2 separate regions of the Mus musculus genome follow, and region 2 is linked to region 1. Evidence: chromatin contacts called from public Hi-C data. All regions are on one chromosome and are shown on one strand. Each heading gives the region's core, a stretch centred on a gene start, on an enhancer-like site or on the middle of the called end of the contact. The rest is flanking DNA. Distances are from core to core; before and after follow the strand shown. Region 1 overlaps Tiam1 (T cell lymphoma invasion and metastasis 1). Region 2 overlaps Scaf4 (SR-related CTD-associated factor 4).

Evidence for each region. Hi-C and Micro-C count contacts between places; a contact is called where the count stands out from the background.
Region 2: a Hi-C map of regulatory T cells shows a contact between it and region 1, with 2.4 times the contacts expected there. The contact joins two enhancer-like sites. A contact is called at or near these places in 7 of 39 promoter capture datasets (the 3T3-L1 cell line, the C10 cell line, HPC-7-derived erythroid cells and 4 more), 2 of 484 Hi-C or Micro-C datasets (Th1 cells and regulatory T cells), 2 of 115 datasets of contacts at active chromatin or transcription factors (embryonic midbrain and memory CD8 T cells) and 1 of 9 other capture datasets (liver).

Annotation. Positions count from the first base shown.
Region 1 is chr16:89,824,600-89,827,383 of GRCm38.p6, forward strand. The region is part of intron 15 of Tiam1 (T cell lymphoma invasion and metastasis 1); the gene reads right to left. Among named protein-coding and RNA genes, the nearest start is that of Gm52239, 32 kb to the left of the region's middle. Within about 2 kb of position 1,507, at least 34 of the 459 cell types and tissues checked have an H3K27ac peak or open chromatin away from gene starts, as enhancers often do. A contact at or near this core is called in regulatory T cells, where this site is marked.
Region 2 is chr16:90,274,316-90,277,068 of GRCm38.p6, forward strand. All of the region lies in intron 1 of Scaf4 (SR-related CTD-associated factor 4), which reads right to left. Among named protein-coding and RNA genes, the nearest start is that of Scaf4, 8.8 kb to the right of the region's middle. Within about 2 kb of position 1,371, at least 8 of the 459 cell types and tissues checked have an H3K27ac peak or open chromatin away from gene starts, as enhancers often do. A contact at or near this core is called in regulatory T cells, where this site is marked.

The DNA.
Region 1 (2,784 bases), core at 257-2,756:
GGCCCTTCATCCCATGAAGGCTCAATGCCCCAGTGTAGGGAATGCCAGGACAGGGAGGCGGGAGTGGGTGGGTGGGCGGGGGTACACCCTCCTAGAAGCAGGAGGGGTGCAGAATAGGGAAAAGGGATAACATTTGAAATGTAAATAAATAAAATGCCCCCCCCCCAAGAATCATGCCCAATTTCCAGAGGAGGGGGGGCATCAACCCACCCACAAAACCTCGAACCCAGAATCTGTCTTGCCTACAGAAGTGCAGGGACAAAGATGGAGCAGAGACTGAGGACACAGCCAACCAATGACTGCTCCAACTTGAGACCCATCCCATGGCAGAGTCAACCCCTGACGCTATTAATGATACTCTGCTATGCTTGCAGGCAGGAGCCTAGCCTAAGTGTCCAGCAGTGGATGGAGGCAGATACAGAGACCCACAGCCAAACATCAGGAGGAGCCTGGAGAGTCAGGAGGAAGAGTGGGGGAGAGACGTGAACAAGTCAACGGGTCAAGAACACCATGAGAAGATGCACAGAGTCAATAACTTGGGACCATGGGGGCTCACAAAGCCTGGGCCACCAACCAGGCATCATGCAGCAGCTGTACCTAGGCCCCCTACACATTTGTAGCAGGTGTGCAGCTTGGTCTTCAGGTAGGTCCCCTAAGAAGTGGGGCAGGGGCTATCTCGGTCTCGGCTCCCAGCCATTGGATCCCCTTCCCGCTACCTGAACGGCCTGATTGGACCTCAGTAGGAGAGGATGTGCCTAGTCCTGCTGGGACAGATGTTCCACAGTGGTGGGGGTAATCCAAGGCAGGCTCCCCTTCTAAGGAGAAGGGGAGGGAGCAGCAAGGGGAGGGATTTGTAAGGGTAGGAGTGGGAGAAGAGGAAAGGGGGTCTGTGATCGGGATGTTAAGTGAATAAAATGGGGAGGGGGAAATTCATTTCCAAACTGCAAGAGCAAACAGTCAAAGATCAGGGACAGGTTACATAAGTTATAAACGGAATTTAAAAATGCAATTCAGGAAAGAGAAGGGAGAATAAGTAAGACAAATGAAATGAGATCATAGAGACAGAAATGAGATCGCAGAAGCAGGTCAGAATACACGAATCTGCCAAAACACATTAAAGACTTAAACACAGTATAAAGCAGAGCCCCACGAAATGTCCAAGAACACAGAGAGTCAAGACACGGGGAGCACAACCAAGCACACAGAACGCTCTGGAAATGAGTAAATCCAACAGGCTCCGTTAGGACATGGAGGATGCAGGTGTTTATAACGGCTAAGCTTGATTCACGAGTGACTTCATAACCCTGGTCCCGGGGATCAGCCATTTACACAAGCAGCCACCCACCGAGGGACAGCTACGTGCAGGCCGACCACACTGGCGGCATCTTTCCTAGAACTAACTTTTTTTTCTTAAATAAAAGTCCAGTGACACCGAAGACAGTACAGAAGAACAACAAGACTGAGGTACTTTCCCTGCCAGAGGAAACCCAAGATAAACATACAGTAAGATAACACAGGCATAGAACAGACTGCTCAGAAGAGCCCCTGCCCCTCGGTGGAAGTATAGCACTGAGCAGACGCCCCAGGGCAGTCAGGAAAGGAACAAACGTCTGACAAATTCGGGGAGTGCCTTGACGGCCCATGTTGGAAGGAAAAAATAAAGGAAAGAAAACACTGGCTTCTACTCACCCCATTCCCAGAAAACCAGCACAGGGTGGACACAAACAGAAATGTCAAGCATTTAAGCTTTAAGTCTCTCGGCAGAAAATATATGTGGCAAATACAACTAGCAAGAGAGAAGGCAAGGGCATACAATACAGGTCTGGGGCTTGTAAAAGTCACGAGCTCAGTCCCTCTTACCCTACTTGGAGCCCAGCACTGGGCTGGGTCAAGGCTTGCTTTGACCAGTGGAAATAGTCTAAGTGAAAATCCACACATTTCTAGCCAGGGCCCAAGTGGTTGCACAGCTCCCCGTTCTTGCCCACCGTGCAAAGAAACTTCAAACCACGGTCTGGGGGACGAAGGGCTTCACGGAGAGGAGGGCCCTACTGGAGACCCAGTGTATATGGGGCTCGTGTAACAGAGACCCAGTTACACGCAGACAAGAGCAGGGTCAATCACGCAGCCTCAGACCAGTCCCAGACCAGCTGCGTGAGCCGCTGCAGAGGAACACAGCAGTCTCCAGCCCCCTGAGGCTGGCCTACACTGCCAGGTTACAGAGGACCAAGGCTGTCTTGCAGTGAGACACTCTGCAACAATAACCACTAAACCAATCAGGGCTGTGTGCTGATGACCAAAGAAACAGGACAGAGGAAGTGACAATGGCCAGCTTCAGGAATGCTGAGGGGAAGGCATAGGATGGCAGTCCAAACAGAAAGGAGACATCATCTTCCCATATTCAAATCCTCCTCTGGAGACCCTCGGCTTAGTGGGACCTATGGGTCATGATAAATGTGTAAGTATCATGTACACACATACACAAGTACATAAAATAGAAATGTAATGAAAGGATTACAGAAAAAGTCATAAAGACTGCGAATTTGGGCATGACTGATCTCATGACCTTGTAGAGAAAGTAAACCATAAAGGACATTAATGATTTCTAAAATTATTATTTTATGTGCACCGGTGTTTCGCCTGTATGTATTGATGTGTGCACCCCTGACGTCAAGAGAGGCTGGAAGAGGGTATCCGATCTCTTAGAACTGGAAGAGACAGTTCTCTTACAGACAGTTGTAAGCCACCATGTGGGTGCTGGGGATTAAACCTGGGTTTTCTGCAAGA
Region 2 (2,753 bases), core at 121-2,620, 450 kb after region 1:
ATCCTGACCTCCACAAGCACACTGTGGTGTGTACACACACCCACCACACACACAGCAATATTCTAGACTGTCCATGCTTGTCTCTGCCACTGCTCTAGTTCACTAACACAGAGCCAGGTTTCAAGAACAATTATTATTATTAATTATTATTATGCTTCACTAGTGAACTTGAACATTAGTATCTCATTGAAATCACCTATGAAGAATCTTTTTCAGTATTTCCTCCTAGACATCAACAAAGAACAAAAGAGCTTGTTTCAAAAATGTTAAATCATTTTATTGGAAAATAATTAGAAAAAGTTTTAGCATTTAGACAGATACATAATATTAGCTATAGCACCTGGTTGTTATCAATGAGCAAACACAGAATTTCTACCCTCTCTTGGCTTTTCCTGTCTCTTCTAGCTAACTTCTTAAAAATATCACATCAAAAACAAATATACCAGCCGGGCAGTGGTGGCGTATGCCTTTAATCCCAGCACTTGGGAGGCAGAGGCAGGCGGATTTCTGAGTTCAAGGCCAGCCTGGTCTACAGAGTGAGTTTCAGGACAGCCAGAGCTATACAGAGAAACCCTATCTTGGAAGGAAAAAAAAAAAAAACCCACAAATATACCTTCTGAATAAAATTTAGAAATCAACAAAATAATTTTTTTCTTTAAGTTTTTCAAGACAAGGTTTCTCTGCAGTCTTGGTTGTCGTTCGCTCTATAGACCAAGTTTGGCTTCAAAAACAAGAATTCCTCCTTCCTCTCCCTCTACCTGCCACATGTGTTTTGCCACCACTGCCCCACTCAACACAATAATTTACAAAGCCATGTGGTTGGCTAACAGATTTTGTTTTCAATCTAACAACCAAATTGAGCAAGAAATAGTAAAATGGTTTGTCATAATGTAACATTTGAGTTTTAAAAAGTTTTTTTTTTTAAATATAATGAAACTATACTCTAAAACTGTACAATTCACTGGTTTTTAGAATACTGGACAACAATGAAGGGCCTTTATATAAATTTGGACAGCCACCATAATGGCACATACCTGTTATCCTATCACAACAGAGCCAGGCACTGACTGCTGCACACTCAGAAGTAGTCTGGGCTACAGTGTTACCTGCTCATCTGAATTACAAAGAAAGATCCTGTTCCCAAGAAAGAGAAAGACTTGCATGTGACAATCACCATGGTTTAGCTATCCTTTCTTTGGTGGACTTAACTATTATTGTTTGTCAAATCTTAGGAATTAGATGATACATACACATTTTAAAAAAATGTGTGGTGGCACCTGCACAAAGCCTTTAATCCCAGCACTTGGGAGGCAGAAGCAGGCAGATCTGTTTGAGTAGGAGGCCAGCCTGACCTACAAAGGAAGTTGGCAGGACTTCAAGTGCTATACAGAGAAACTTGTGGCGCTCACCCGTTCAGTGCCCAGGGATCCCCAAGCCCAGACTTTTAAGTGGATGCTGGGATCCACAATCGACCTTATGCTGACACAACAAACACTACCGAAATGAGCCACATCCTCACTCTAGGCGTTTATTTGTAAGGGATACCATGTTACCTAAGGAGTTACAAGGCGCAATGGAGCACCTGCTGCTCTTGCAGAACAACAGGTTCAGTTCCCTGTACCCACATGGTGGCTTTACAACCACCCATAACTGCAATTCTCAGAAATCTCCCCTTCTGGCCTCTGCTGGCAGTGTGCACCTGATGCACAGGCAAAATGCTCCTACAAATAAAATAAAACCTATAAAAACTTAGATACATTATAATAATAATGTAGTTATACCCTATGTAGGTAGGGTTTTATTGCTTCAGTTAAAAGTTAGTGCTAACCAAGAACAGGGAGAGGACAAAATAGAAATCTCATTATTAAGTACACAAAAACACTGGAGATCTTTCAGAGGTAGATTATATACTACAAAGTTGGTCAACTGCTTTAACACAATAGCTTATAGAGAGAGGCAACTCCACCAGTAGACTAGTGGCCTAGGGAATAGGATAAATAAGATCCGGTCTAAACACAACACATGCTCTGTTTATTCTTTACTTACCATTAAGTATTTGTAATTTAAATACCATCAGGAATAAAATATCCCACCATCCTAGTATCTTGTTAGTCTAGACTCTTAAGTCCTAAAGGAGTACAGTGGCTCCTGCTGGGATTAACCAACATTCCACTGGCAAGCCTACATATAACCTAGAGCGCAAATCCACTGAGCATAAGTTCATCAGGAAATACCCATTTCCCCACCTCAAGTTGTCAGTTCCAAATAGTCACTGTAAAAAATTATGAAACTGAGATTTCTTTGGGTCCAGTGTCTCCAGTCTTGTGATATACCTGAGTATATTCCTGTGTTTGAGCAATATACTCAACTATGCTGGTTATATCAATGCCTTCTCCTTGCTGAGATTATGTTTCTAATATACTTGCAAAGAGCTAGAATAAGTGTCAAACATACAGTGAATATGGAGCTTTAAAACTGAAGCCTCATGAACAAAAATTATGCAGAATGTCATTACTAAATGACAAATGGGAAATGGGAATTCATACAGAAGTTTACAGTGGTATAAACAGGTAAAAAATCAGACACTGTTTTTTGAGGTAAAAAGCATGACTGAATTAAGACAGAAGTCTGTGGTGTGTGGGAGCGTATGTGGAGGCCAGATGACAACTTGACGGGGTGGTTTCACTCCTTTCACCTTTGCTAAGGTTCCAGGGACTGAACTCAGGTGGTGAGACTCTCAGCGAGTACTTTCA